Regions from separate parts of the Mus musculus genome. Here regions 2 and 3 are each linked to region 1. A link is a contact called in public HiChIP or PLAC-seq and promoter capture Hi-C data. All regions are on one chromosome and are shown on one strand. Each heading gives the region's core, a stretch centred on a gene start, on an enhancer-like site or on the middle of the called end of the contact. The rest is flanking DNA. Distances are from core to core; before and after follow the strand shown.

Region 1 (4,827 bases), core at 771-3,270:
GGTTCCAGGCACTTTATTTTTCTTTCAATAAAGGAGCATTTGGGTAATGATTGTCTATGAGTTACTCAGACACCTCTGACTGGACTGTGTCCTCTTTTTCAAAGAGGCAGTACCCAGCCACATAGCCATAGGCAAGAGGACAGAATTAGAAGCCATTATCTGCTCTGGAAACATACATACCCTGGATTCTAATATTTTCTTCTTGCCCTCAACCTGTGTGGACTGCAGGCTCAATGAGTCACACAGGCACTCGTGTCTGAATATCTTGTGGATACCCAGTCACAAGTTATTGTGTATTGCCTCCTGTGCTTAAGCTGTTTAACAAAATACTATCATGCTTCCATGTACAATTCCTGTGCCCTCTCCTTCCCTTGGCTGTGTGAGTTGGGGGTAGAGGAAGTGATAGAAGCTGTCTAAGCAGTGGGGTGGGAAGGACCTTGGCCTCTTTCTGTGTTTATAACTGGATCTGTGATTCATCCTGTGAGTCACTCAGCTCCACCTTCCTCCTCCAGCTACCCCTCCCAGCAGCCCTTGCTCCTGGCACAAACCTATAACCAGAGCGAGGGTCTGAAAATGGAAAAATCTGACACAGCTCCTTGCCTCTCTATCCCCTTTCCATCCAGTGGACATCTATCTGCATTTGTGCTGCAGGTGGTGAGAGTCTTCCTGTTAACCTAATCCTCAACTGCAGCCCCTTTGTGCTTCTGGTTAGGCGATGATCACATCACTTCTCTCCGTCCTGACCATTCCCTCTATATTCTGCTGTTCCCATACCTCAAGATATTAAAGAACAGAATGAGGCTTTCGGAGGAAAGTGGTGGGGAGAAGAAAAGTAGGTCATGGGATTTTGGCACACCTGTTCCTAAGCTGTTCCTTACTACATACTTTATTCCAGAAGCATTGAGGTGTGTGGTGGGGTGGTGGTGACCAGCAGTCTTTAGGACTTCTACAATCAGGCGTCTAGACCAGCTTGCTAGCAAGTACATACCTGTTTGTTCCAGTCTCTGCTCATGCTAGTTCACTATTTCCACAGTTGCAGCCAACAAAGAGAACTTTGGAAGCTGAGGCTGGAAGGATGTGTGCTGTGGGGAAGGGAGTGTTGAATGTCACGGCCCCCACCTAAGGATTGCTGCCTCTGTACAGACTCAAAAACAATAAAACAGCAGCTCATTAACACCTATTTTGTATTTCATTTCCTGTCTTCTCCGTGTTGAAACATGCTGCCCTCAAGCTGCCCTCCTTAGCATCTCTGTTCAGTGCCCTACAGCCCCATCTTTGCTTTTTAAATTCAGCAGGGAAGGAGGGGGAAATGTGATCCTGGAGCTGAAAAGAGTTTTCCAGTCCTTAGCTTTCAAAGTCCAGAACATGAATCATTCATTAGGAGATCTGGTGACTGGGTTGGAGGGGCGGAGTCATGTACCTGGGGCTGGGCTTTCCATAGGAATAGGTGGCTGCGGGAGTGGGGAGGTGCGCTCGCCGGGCGCAAAGGCTGGTTTAGATATACCACGATCTTTTTCTGGGTTTTCTAGCTCCCGCCCCACTGCCGAGATTTGCACACCAAAATACCTGTGCTGTGTCTGCATCCCAGACACACCAATTTCCGTCCACTCCATTCTGCCCCTGGGCCTGTCACGCTCTCCAGAAAAGGACACAAGGTTCAGTTCCCTTTATGTCCCCTTCTCAACCCGTTAGGTTGTCAGAGGAGGCTGAAAATGAACAAAATCACAAAACCCATGAATAAACGAAACCAAAATAACTGAGTTTCCTAGTGTTTCATCTCTCATTGAAAAAGTATAGAGAGCTAGCCCAAAATGTTTTCATTTAACTACTGCTCCCCTCGTCACACCCACTAATATTCACGAACAGAAAGAGACTAAAATGTGGATGTGGGTTAAGGGAATCTGGGTATCCCCAGTTCCCCCATTCCTCCCATCTTTCTTAAGCTCCTCCATTTCCTTTCTACTTTGAAAAAAAAAATTGCGTATTCTCCTTTAAGGGGCTGGGCATCTTGCCTGTTCTCTTAGAGTCACCGAAGTTTCCAAAGAGCCTCCCCTGTCTGGGCAGGACACACCTTTCAAATAAGACCCCTGGAACTGTGCTCCTGGTATCCGAAATGCCGCTACCGCTGCGTCCTCCCCAGCCTCTTTCTCCCCACCTCTAGGATTTAGCCTCTCCCCAAAAAGAGCCAGCATCTTTGAGGACTCCCACCCTTAGCTGCTCTACTCCCGGATGGAGCCAGGGAAATGTGGTGGGGGGGCCGGGGCCAGAGTTTCAACATTGCCCCCCAGAAGGAGGAGCCAGAGATGGGGGTAAGGAAAAGGAATGGGAGGGTAGCTAACAAGAGAGTGTGAATGGGATGCTGTGGAAATTAAAGGGGAAGGAAAGGATTCAGAGGAGGAGGGTGTATCTGTTTTATCAACTGTTATGGAGCTCGTCTGCCTTTTTCAGTCTCGAGTTGTCTCATTATCCATTAACCAGCCCCTCCTTGTCTTGTCTGCCAGCCGCAGTCAGTGATCTCAATTTCCCTGAGAGGAGAGGAGAGCAGAGCAGAGAAGGGGGGGGGGGGGGGGGGGAAGAACCCGAACAAATGAACTCAATGCGGGTCTCCAAAGGCAGCTACTGGAGAAATCCCAGATTCTGAGTTTAGGGGGTCCCAGATTAACTCTCTCCCCTGCTCAGCTCTCTGGACCGAAGTCTAACCCAGGGAACAGGATGCCGGAGCCCAGCAGTCATCAGCTTGGCAGCTGCCTGGCCTCTGGTTGTCTCCCAGGTAATAAAATGACCTCTCTAGATTCCTTTAAAAGTCTTCCTACCCCATCCTTTTTTGTTTTCACCAAAGATACTCCCTATTCCTTTCCTCGAAGTGTTTCTGAGACTCATTCTCCTGCCTCCTTCCTCAGAGCTTGTGGAAGGCCTGGACATTGTTCATTCTGCTTTCTCACCCCGGCTACCACTTTTCTTATTAACTATCCAAAGACCAGTGAGTGTATATGTGCCACGTTCTATGCAGGGTTTTAGAAGTTAAAAAAAAAAGTCTATTCTTTTCCTTCAATTTTACATCTAAGGATAGACGAGTAGCCACATAGAAGTGTGGGGCAGCATTGGGGATAGTTAGACCTTTGCTTCTCTTTCTCCCTTTTAGGGGAGCATATCCTAGCATGGGCACCAGGACGAAGGAAAGGGCCAGGACTAGACCTGCCTGGAACTCTGATCTGCACTAACTTTAGGGTAACCTTCCAGCCTTGTGGATGGCAGCGAAAGCAGGTGAGGTGATTAGTGTAATAGAAAAGCTTGGTGCGGTGTCCCAGCAGTTGGGGGGTGGGGCGTTGAGATGGAAGACCATGAGAGTTCCAGGCTAACCTAGGCTACATAGCAATGCTCTGTTTTTCTTGTGAATGTATCAGTAAATGGTAGAATTATTTCTATGGAAGCTGCCTTCTACGGGGGAGGGGCGGAGGCAGCAAGGCAAGACAGGGATGGCTGTCATGTCTGTAGCATCAGTCTTGTGCTTCCTTTAGGATACTCCTCTGAGTAGTGAAAATGATTTTGCCTTGATCAACATTGGTCGATTAGAGGCTGGTAAGTTTGAGGGTTTGGTAAAAGGGGCATTTGAGTCTCTACCTTCTGTTCTCAGAAGACTGAGGGCTGGGGCAGGGTGGAGTGGAGGAAATGCTCCCAGAAGATCCCACGGTCACTCTACGCTAACCCTCGACTTCAGTGAGCGGCTTGTCAAGAGTGCAGCTTCTCCGTCCTGGGTCTCAGCTTAAGTTCATTCCTGAAGAGCTTCTGCTTCATGGCCGGGACTTCCGGCTGCTTCGAGTTGGTTTTGAGGCTGGAGGGCTGGCACCTCAGGCCTTCCAGGTAAGAACCCTTTACCTAGAAAAACCCTTCTCACCTAGAAACCTCAGGGTACCCTCCATGCGCCAGGGTCTCTCACCTTTTCCCACGCCACTCCACTTAAGGAGAAGAGTGACAGTCTCATGAGGGGGAGGAGCCTGAACTCTATAGTCTGGCTCTGTTAGTTATGAGCAGCAGTTAACTATGGGTTTTTACCTCTGCAAAATGGGGAGAGTTGGATAATAGTCCTAATTAATTCCCAACTTAATATTCTATGAGTCTGTGGTTTTAGATTTGTTCCTTTGGCCACAGCACCTACCACTTGTGGAGGTCCCCTTCTCTATCGTCCGTTTTAGCTGCTCTTCAATATTGGTGGTAAAGGTAGAGAAACACATGCTCTATTTCAACCTTTTTACATCTTCAGTCTGAGGCTAAAGGATAGGATATGCTCTCCTCCCCAGGTAACCATGGCCATCATTCAAGCCAGAGCTCAGAGCAGTCAAGTCCAGCAGTATAGAGGAATAACCCTGAGCAAAGTTGGTAAGCGACGATGCTTTAGGTCAAGGAAATGGGAAACAAGTTTGAAATGGAAGGGGCTAGTTAGACAAAATATTTCTTCTTCCTCTGTTTCTCACTCTTTCTCCAGGCAAGGTTTCTGGCTCTAGAAAGCCACCCATTCCTCTCTTGGAGACTTTAGAAGACTGGGAAACAGAGTGCAAGAAGCAAGGGGCCAGAGGCTGGAGGGTTAGCACGGTCAATGAGAGGTTCGATGTAGCTACCAGGTGATGGCTCAATCTGCCCTTCTCCTGCAGCTCTCCCAATCTTCCCAGAGGTCCTTGATCCTCCAAGCCAGTACTTCCCATAAACTCCAGACTCTGACACTGCTGGTTTCAAAACCCAAGATCTCTTGGAGTGGTCTTTCCAAAGTAACATCCTTGTTAGAACTGCTTTCTTAGCACAGGTCACTGAAAGGCTGTGACTTCACTCTTC
Region 2 (4,827 bases), core at 858-3,357, 1.1 Mb before region 1:
ACTGTTCCAGAGGTCCTGAGTTCAATTCCCAGCAACCACATGGTAGCTCACAACATCTGTAATGGAAACCGATGCCCTCTTCTGGTGTGTCTGAAGACAGCTACAGTGTACTTATATATAATAAATAAATCTTTAATCCCAGCACTCGGGAGGCAGAGGCAGGCGGATCTCTGAGTTCAAGGCCAGCCTGGTCTACAAAGTGAGTTCCAGGGCAGCCAGGGCTATACAGAGAAACCCTGTCTCGAAAAACAAAAAAAAAAAAAAAAAAATGTATAATTTTTGTTAAAGATTCTGACTGCAAATCAAAAGAGGGCACCAGATCTCATTGAAGATGGTTGTGAGTCACCACATGGTTGCTGGGATTTGAGCTCAGGACCTCTCAAAGAGCAGTGAGTGCTGTCAACCTCTGAGCCATCTCTCCAGCTCATATAAATCTTTAAGAGAGAGAAAAACAGGCTGGGTGTGGTAGCACATGTCTTTAATTCTGGCACTCAAGAAGCAGAAACAGATATCTGTAACTTCATAGACATTTGAGGCCAGCCTGGTCTACATACCTAGTTCTAGGGCATCCCAGTATGGATAATGCTTAAAAACAAACAGAACCAGACCCAAGATTTGTTTTGCAGCAATATATTGACTAGAGCTATAAGCACTACCCACCACTCACCACTAGAGGGACCCTATAATCAGAGGTTCAGCAGAAATATCATCATACCTAGACTACATCCAATACACTAGTGGATATGGTTTTTCCTTTATCCATCTCAAAGGCAAACTTGGAGTTAAAGCCAGAAAGAGATGGAGAAAGACACTAGAAAACGGAAAGGCATCCCATGCTCACGGAGTGGTAAACTTTTAGCATGGTGAAAATGACCATTCTACCTAAAGCTATTACAGATTCAGTGCAATTCCAATCAAACTCCCCACCTCATTCTTCACAGAAATGGGGGGAAAAAACTACCCTAAAATGTATATGGAATAAAAAAAAAAAAAGAAGAAACAAAAAAATGTATATGGAACCACAAGAAATCCTGGATAGCCAAAACAATCTGGAGCAAAAAGAACAATCCTGGAGGGATTGCCATTTCAGACCTTAAGATATATTACAAAGCTATAGGAAAACAAAACCAAGCCAAAAAATCATGGTATCAGCACAAATAGAGACTTGGAGACCAACGGAACAAAACTGAAGACCCAAACATGAGTACATATAGCTTCAGCCACTTAATATTTGACAAAGGCAGCAAGACATATGCTTGCGGGGGGGTGGGGGAAGCATCTTCAACAAGTGGTGAAGGGAAAACTGGCCAACATCCACAGGCATCCTATGGGTGGGTAACCTCTTCTGACCACAGGGTCCCTCTAGTGGTGAGTGGCAGGTAGTATTTACAGCTCTATTCAATTCAAACCACCTTGTGGTTCAAAGACCTAAATGTGGACAGTGAAACACTGAAACTACTGGGAGGAAACACAGCACCCTGCACGGTCTAGGTGTAGGGAAAGGCTTTCTGAATAGAACTCCTTATGTACAGTAATTAAGATCAACAACTGACAAGTGGGACCTCAAACTACAAAGCTCTGCATAGCTAATTAAACAATCAGTGATGAGGAATCCCACAGAACTGAAGAGAATCTTTGTCAGGTATACATTTAATACATTTAATAGACGAATAATGCATAGAATATACAAAAATTCAAAAAGCCAAGAGTGAAAATAATAAATGACCCTGGAACCTGAATGGAGTTCTCAAAAGGAAAAAAAAAAAAAAAAAAAAAAAAAGCAAAGCAAATAAGTTTGAGACTTCATTCTAATCAGAATGGCAAAGACCAACAAGACAATAAACGACAACAGACAACAAATGCTGGAGGGGGTGTGGGGAAAGGGGAACTCATTCACTTTTAGTGGAATTGAAAACTGGTGCAGCCACTATGGAAATCATAGGGAAAATTCTCAAAAAGATAAAAATAAATGCACCATATGCCCCAGCTGTATCACCCCTTGGCACACGCCCAAAGGCCTCGCTGACATCCTACGTCATAGATCCTTGCTGAGACCTGCTCGTGGCTGCTCTACCCACCAGAGCTGGGGAATGGAAGCAATGTAAATACCCTGCAGCAGATGAATGGCTGACCAGAGTATTGGGCGCACGCTGTGGAATGCTGCTCTGTTGGGAGCACAGAGCTCCAGGGAAAACCAGGAATGTTAAGCACATGGGACTGTTTTCTTTCTTTGAGACAAGGTTTCTCTGTTATTCTCTGATTGTCCTGGATCTTGCTCTGTAGACTAGCCTGGCCTCAAAAGCAGAGATCTACCTGCACCTGCCTCCTGAGTGCTGGGATTAAAATCAGGTGCCACCACACCCAGCTCCCGAGTTGTTTTTTCAGTGGAAAAGAAGTAAAATCTCTTTCTGCCCATCAGGCTGGAAAGAGATGACTAACACCCCCGTGATCTGTGTTAGCTCTCGGCCAAGCCATATCAAGCTCCTACAAACAGGACTGGAGGTAGCTAGTAATCTAAACGACCTCTACACTATCTGTACAACTGAGACCAGGCCACATCCTTCCTTAGGCCCTCCTAAACCAGCACAGGCAGCCTATCTCCAGACCTTATCTTCTTGGAAGAAAAGCCACACACCCTGAGTTGCCTTTGAGTAATTATGCCCTGGGGCCTGGGTTACATCAGGGAACTTTTTTCCCAATTGTACTGTTTTAAGTATGCTGGCAATAAATCCCCTGACATCAGACTTTTTAGAAGTTTCATCCAATTTAATGAAGTCAAACGGAATCAAGTATTTAATCTCACCTCTTCACCGATCATTTCACTGCTGGCTGTAATACCCGAGGGACCCCTCAACTCATGCAAAAAATGTGGGGAACACAATTCTCAGAGAAGGGTTTTCTTTAAATAGAAATTAGGGGTTCAGAAACCTCAGGCCTCCCACTAAAAAGGTTTGCACCCTTAAGTGAGAGTGGAATTAATATGAGTTCTTCTCAGTCTTCTGAGTCAAAGCATTTTGTACAATTACTGAACTATTTGTTAAGATCTTAAGGATCAGCCTGGAGAGTTGGCTCAGTGGGTTAAGAGCACCGACTGCTCTTCCAAAGGTCCCGAGTTCAAATCCCTGCAACCACATGGTGGCTCACACCCATCTGTACTGAGATCTGATGCCCTCTTCTGGTGCATCTTAAGACAGCTACAGTGCACTAAAGTAAAATAATAAATCCATGGGCATGAGCGAGCAGGGCCGACTGGTGTGAGCAGAAGTCCTAAATTCAATTCCCAACAACCAAATGAAGGCTCACAACCATCTGTACAGCTAGTGTACTTATATACCTTAAATAAATCTTTAAAAAAAACTTAGGTATCAAAATATTCAGACCAACAGTTCTGCAACTTTATACTCACAAAACTAATAAACTGAGAGCCCATGTAAATGGAGAAAAAAAATCTGTTGATCGGTGTGGTGGCGCATGCCTTTTATCCCAGCACTTGGGAGGCAGAGGCAGGCGGATTTCTGAGTTTGAGGCCAGCCTGGTCTACAGAGTGAGTTCCAGGACAGCCAGGGCTACACAGAGAAACCCTGTCTCGATAAAAACCCAAAAAAAAAAAAAAAAAAAAAAAACAAAAAAATCTGTCAACTATTTTTTTAAAAATGGAAGGAGCTGGAGAGATGGCTCAGTGGTTAAGAGCACTGACTGCTCTTCCAGAGGACCTGGGTTCAAGTCCCAGCCCCCATGTGGTGGCTCACAACTGTCTATAACTCCAGTCCCAGGGGATCTGATACGCTCTTAGGGGGAGGGTATAGGGAACTTTCAGGACAGCATTTGAAATGTATATAAAGAAAATAATAAAAAAAAAATGGAGACTCCACAGCTGCTCAGTTACCAGGCCAGCCACACGCATCCTTGGCATTCGCCCAAAAGACCTATCACTTCACAGACACTTGTGCAGCCAAGTTCAATGCTGCTCTATGCACAACAGCTAGGAAACGGACACAGCCTAAGTGTCCTTCAGCCGATGACTGTGCAGTAAAGATGTGGTGCATGCGCACTATGGAACACTATCTAGTTGTGAAGTGAAATCACCAACTTTGCAGGTAAACAGATGGAACTAAAAAAATGTCACTTTTGCGTGAGGTAACCCAGACACAGAGACAAAGGTTGCACTGTAAGCTTCTACCTCCAAACCTTCAGCTGCGACTACGTATCCTGGAGGAACTTCAGAGAGCAGGAAGAAAGAAGGGACCACTGCGTGGGTGAGAATCCGGGGAGCAACAGAAGGGAATAGCAAGGCACGTAGAAGCGATCTGAGCAGAGAAATGAGGAAAAGGGAGAGAAACACAGGAGGGAAGATAATAAACACACAGTCAGGGTATCTGATAAAATCATACAAACCATATTATTCACTATTACCTTTAAAAGAAATCAACCCCAAAACAAAAATACACTTAAGTCTGTTTGTAATATACATATAGGTTAAATAATGCTTGATGGTGGTGGGGTACGCTTTTAATCAGGTAGGCAAAGGCAGGCAATCTCTTGAGTTCGAGGCCAGCCTGGTCTACTGAGTTCCAAGATAGCCAGGTGTACAAAGAGAAAAGTTGTCTTGAAAAATAAAAACAAAAAAAAATATAAAAATGTTTTCATGTGTTTGCCTGCATGTGTATGTGTGCATCACACACATGCCTGGTATCTATAGAGCCAGAAGAGTGTGTCAGATCTCTGGGACTGGAGTTACAGAGGGTGGTGAGGTTGCTTGTGTTAGGAACCAATCCAGCAAGTCCTCCTAACCAGTCTGCTCTCCAGCCCTGCAAAAGGAGCTTGTAC
Region 3 (4,827 bases), core at 1,143-3,642, 1.0 Mb before region 1:
TTTGCCAAAGTCCAGTGTGCTGAGCTCCGGAGCTTCAGAGCTTGCCCTCGTCCAGCAGCTTCCGGAGCCCATCACAGATCTTGCCAAGGTGCTGAGTGAAGTCAGGCCCATAGAGGGCAGCCAGCAGGTCGGGGTCAGAGTAGTGATCAAACACGTGCCTGATGCGGTCATGTGACTTGGGTGTGAGGTGGTGCTCCACCAGCTCCAGCAGAATGTCCCGGCACTCGACGAGCAGACCTGCTAGCACGGCAGCCTCAAAGGTGAAGTCCACCTCACCGAAGCTAAGTGCGGTCATGGCGCCCTGCCGTAGCTTCTGACGAAATCGTGTAGCCAGAGCCAGCTCCCCAGGGCCAAAGCAGCCACTGCGGTGCAGCACAGCCACTTTAACCGCTACCTTGATGAGGTCTTTGATCACCCGCTGTGCCTTGGGCCGGCTGTGCGTGTATTCTTTGGACACGCGGTAAAGCTCGTCTAGCACCTCGCTGCTGGTCTCGTCGATAAAGAGATGCGCCACGGACCGACCAGCCATTTTACTCAGCAGCTTCTTCTCCGCTTGTAGTGCCAGACTCTTTGAGCTGAAGGACTCCATGGTGCTTGCGGTCGGTGTGTGATCAGTCACTGGAAGAGGCAACCGGCTAAATGAGAGAAAAGGAGAGAAATGGCTTTTCCTCATCTTCACCGCTCTGCCTGCTTTGTCTTCCCACTCCCCTGGGCCCCTCCATCCTGTAGGCTTTGCTTCTGCTTTTTCCCTTCCGTGCTGTAAACAAGACATTTGTGTCTCCAAAACAGCCGCGAGGAGCAGGGAGAGCCTGGCTGGAGGAGTGTGGGCATGGCTGGAGTCAGGGCAGTGGGCTATGCGGCGGCCGACCGACAGGGAATTTGCACAGCGCCCCTCTGTTTCCAGGCTTGAGATCCAAAGCTCATGTCAGTGGGGGTACCATAAAGTCTTAAAAGAAGTGAGAGATATAGGGTCTCCAGAATCTTAAATAGAACACTTGGCTTTTTTTTTTTTAAAGAACCTACTGTGTGCCAAGTGTTTGATATTAACTGTCTTGGTTTACCAACTTCATATGGGTGACAAGCCCTGTTTTACAGAGAGAAATCTCAGACTGAAGGACTCTTTTTTGTTGTTTTTGTTTTTTCAAGACAAAAGTTTCTCTGTATAACCCTGGCTGTCCTAGAACTCGCTCTGTAGACCAGGGTGGCCTTGAACTGAGATCTGCCTGCCTCTGCCTCCTAAGTGATGGGATTAAAGGCATGTGCCACCACCTCTGGGCAAAGCTAAGAGATCTTAAGCAACTTGGCCTAGTAAGTATGAAAACAGGCTTCAAGGAGTGGGACAACACTCTCAGACAACAGATGCTCACAGTCACCTATAACTTTAGCTCCAGGGAGACCCAACACCTCTGGCCTCTACTCACACATATACATAATAAATAACAGACACAAATTATGAGAAAAAATAGGCTACAAGTCAAATAACCCCTCCACATTCGCCCTCCAACAAGGAGGGCGCTCTTTTGAAGGGTGGCTGCGGCAGCAGGTAGTGGTCTCAGGCTGGCTAGGCTGAGCAGAGCGAGGCCTTCTTGGTGGTATATCCTGTGCCTACGGACAGGGTCTTCTCACCATGGGCCTTGACTGTGCTTCTTCTGGTTGTTTTGCTTCTTACTTCCCCCTCCCCGGCTCTGCAGGATGTGGCTGTGACCGCAATGAAGGAGCAACCTCACCCTCTCCCTCAAATGAAAATAGGAGTCCTCTCAGAGGGAGGACAGCCAGGGGGCTCTCTCCGGCAGCCGAATCACTCCAATGGGAACCTGCCATCTTGATTTGTTTCTGCCTTGCCCTGTGGATCTTTCACACTGGAGATGATTTTTCTATAGGGGCCCGCTTTCCTTCCCTACCTGCCCTCCTCTTACCCAGCTCTCTATTGCTCCCTTTGCCATCTCCAACTAGGTCCCCAGTCCTCCCAGGGTAGCTATGTCACTCGCTCTTTTTGTCCCAGCCTCTACGTGACCCTCATGAATCTCTAGCCTAGCAAAGGTTTCTTTCACTTTGCGTCACTGTACTTCCATGTCCGAAGATACTGTAGATCTCTAAATCTCTAGTCGTTACCCCATGTGCATCTCTGTCCCTCAGCTCTAGACTCAGCCACCATCCCAAGCCAGGTCTCACTCTCAGACAGCCTTGCCCCATCCACTAAATACACTAAAATGGTTCTGGGGAGAGAGGGGGAGACCCAAGAATTCTACAAGCGAGAGTTTCACAAGACAGAAAGAAAGGTGAAGGTGAAAGGGTCAGGATATCCTGTCAGTGTCACCCCGAAACCCACCCTCTGTCATTGCCAGACTCTCACCTGCCGTGTGCTGGGTGCCAGTCTGGCCTTGGATGTTTCTGAGAGCTCACAGAATGGAGAAGCTCCTAAGAGGCCCTTTGGTCTAGCCCCACCCCAGGCCCCGCCTATCTACTCTCCACCTCCGGTTCATCATCACTGTCACCAAGAAGTCCAGTGTCCCAAGAGCCACCTAGAAATAAGACAAAGGTCAAAAGGAATGGAATTCTGTAGGAAGCACCAACTCTGAAGTGGCAAGGACGGATTTACACACCTCCACCTAATAAAAGGTCTGCTTCTTTCTTGCTGCCTAATATTTTTGTGGTACTGAAAACCGTGCAGAGTCCAGATTTTAATGTGAGAGACAGTGAGGGAAGTACTGAAAGATCATCGAGTGGTGTAGTAGAACAGCATTATACAAGCATCTTCAGGCCCTAGAAGGTAAGATTGGCACAGACTGCCCCAGCCAGAGCAGGCAGGAGGTAGGTGCCAAGGTTAGGGCTGCTGAGCCATGCGTGACCAGCAGGTGTCAGCATCGAGCCAAAACGCTGGAGTACAGAGCTTAATAGCTTTAAAGGGCCTGATAAATGAGGGTAGACTCCAATGAGGCAAAACTACACCTTTAATCCCAGCATTCTGGAGGCAGAGACAATCCAATCTTTGAGTTCAAGGCCAGCCTGGTCTACAGAGTGAGCTCCAGGCCAGCCAGGGCTGCATAGTAAAATTCTTGTCTTGGAAAAACCACCCACAACTCCAGCTCCAGGAATTCCAGTGTTCTCTTCTGGCCTCCAGAGTCACCTGAATAAATCAGTACATGAACATACACTTGGGCACACACAGACACACAAATCTTTAAAGGAGTGAATTATATAGCTTTCTTCAGCACAGATTGAGAACCCAAAAAAAGGCCTTAGGATTCAGGGATTTAAAAACTGATTTGGGGGCTTCCAGAGACTGGAGTCAGCGACTCCATGGCTCAGTGACTCACTGATCTTCCAGATGTTCTGACTTTTATTCCCAGCACCTATATCTGGTGGTTCATAACCACTAGTTAGTTCCAGTGGATCTAATACCTTCTGGTCTCCTTGGATACCTACACACATGTAGAATACACATACATACAAACAATAAAAGTCTTTAAAAACATATTTAGTGTGTGCATGTGTGTAGACCAGAGAACAATTTATTTATTTATTTATTTCTCTCTCTCTTTCTTTCTTTCTTTCTTTCGGTTTTTTGAGACAGGGTTTCTCTGTATAGCCCTGACTGTCCTACTGTCCTGGAACTCACTCTGTAGACTAGGCTGGCCTCAAACTCAGAAATCTGCCTGCCTCTGCCTCCCAAGGGCTGGGATTAAAGGTGTGTGCCACCACGCCGGGCTTCAGAGAACAATTTCTGATGTCATCTTCAGGAACCTGGTCTGGTTCACTTTCTTTGAGGCATAGTTTCACTGGCCTGTCTCAGAGTTTCTATTGCCATGATGAACCACCATTCTTGGGGAGGAAAGGGTTTATTTTGCTTACACTTCCGTATTATAATCCATCATTGAAGGAAGTCAGGGCAGGAATTGGTGCAAAGGTCATAGAAGACAATGTTTATCACATTACTTTCTCAGCTTCTTTTCATATGGCACCCAGGACCACCAGCCCACGTGCCCACAGTGATCTGGTCCCTCCCATATTAGCCATCAACCAAAATAAAATAAAGCACCGCACCTGTATGTGGGGGTGCACACTTTTAGACCCAGCATTGGGGAGGTAGAGGAAGGCAGGTCTCTGTGAATTCAAGGTCAGTTTTAGTACTTAGTAAGTAATGAGCCATTGAGAGAACCTATCTCCTGGAACTCGCTCTGTAGACCAAGCTAGCCTCTGCCTCCTGAGTGCTAGGATTAAAGGTGTGTGCCATCATCTTCCTGCTAAACTTTTTTTCTTAAAAGTCCATGGAAATGAGAACTCGGAGGGGGCTCTGCGTTCTGGAGTGGCACTGCTTGGTCCGGTGGCTGGGTGAGGGCTGCTGGTGTCACGTTTGAGGAGAACTGCGAGTGTGTTTGGCATATCCCCGTCGGGATCCCAGCTACGATGAGTGCTGCCCGGGAGTCTCACCCACATGGGGTGATACGTTTAGCCTCCCCTGACGATGATCTTGGATCTAGCAATTGGGAGGCAGCAGACTTAGGCAATGAAGAAAGAAAACAAAAGTTCTTGAGACTTATGGGTGCAGGAAAGAAAGAACACACTGGTCGTCTTGTTATAGGAGATCACAAATCAACATCTCACTTCTGAACAGGGGAAGAAGACAAGAAAATTAATGAAGAGCTGGAGTCTCAGTACCAGCAGAGCATCGACAGCAAACTGACGGTATCGGCGGCACTGCGGACTCGGCTTCAGTGAGGTAGAAGATCATTATGGAGAAGATGATGTGGCTAGAGATGACGATGAAGACGACTCCCCTGATGCTGAGAGTCCAGATGACTCGGACAGTGACTCTGAGTCTGAGAA

What was found. HiChIP or PLAC-seq counts read pairs in DNA pulled down with a chosen protein or histone mark. Capture Hi-C pulls out chosen DNA fragments and counts their contacts.
Region 2: an HNF4G HiChIP or PLAC-seq map of pancreatic cancer cells shows a contact between it and region 1. The contact joins the enhancer-like site here to the promoter of Mtmr11 in region 1. A contact is called at or near these places in 1 of 115 datasets of contacts at active chromatin or transcription factors (pancreatic cancer cells) and 1 of 9 other capture datasets (adipose tissue).
Region 3: a contact with region 1 is called in a promoter capture Hi-C map of liver, with 2.7 times the contacts expected there. The contact joins the promoter of Tnfaip8l2 here to the promoter of Mtmr11 in region 1. A contact is called at or near these places in 5 of 39 promoter capture datasets (the C10 cell line, cranial neural crest, fetal liver and 2 more), 1 of 115 datasets of contacts at active chromatin or transcription factors (astrocytes) and 2 of 9 other capture datasets (adipose tissue and liver).

What each region holds. Positions count from the first base shown.
Region 1 is chr3:96,159,950-96,164,776 of GRCm38.p6, forward strand. Mtmr11 (myotubularin related protein 11) reads left to right here and starts at 2,021. Exons shown (of 17, transcript NM_181409.3): 1 at 2,021-2,309; 2 at 2,680-2,770; 3 at 3,143-3,264; 4 at 3,519-3,579; 5 at 3,719-3,861; 6 at 4,299-4,377; 7 at 4,484-4,619. The coding sequence starts at 2,244. It overlaps Otud7b (OTU domain containing 7B), which reads left to right. Exons shown (of 12, transcript NM_001025614.1): 12 at 1-1,180.
Region 2 is chr3:95,052,529-95,057,355 of GRCm38.p6, forward strand. No RefSeq gene overlaps it. Among named protein-coding and RNA genes, the nearest start is that of Psmd4, 12 kb to the left of the region's middle. Within about 2 kb of position 2,108, at least 115 of the 459 cell types and tissues checked have an H3K27ac peak or open chromatin away from gene starts, as enhancers often do. A contact at or near this core is called in pancreatic cancer cells, where this site is marked.
Region 3 is chr3:95,139,962-95,144,788 of GRCm38.p6, forward strand. Tnfaip8l2 (tumor necrosis factor, alpha-induced protein 8-like 2) reads right to left here and starts at 2,393. Exons shown (of 2, transcript NM_027206.3): 1 at 2,354-2,393; 2 at 1-635. The coding sequence starts at 589. The coding sequence ends at 35. It also overlaps the pseudogene Gm9169.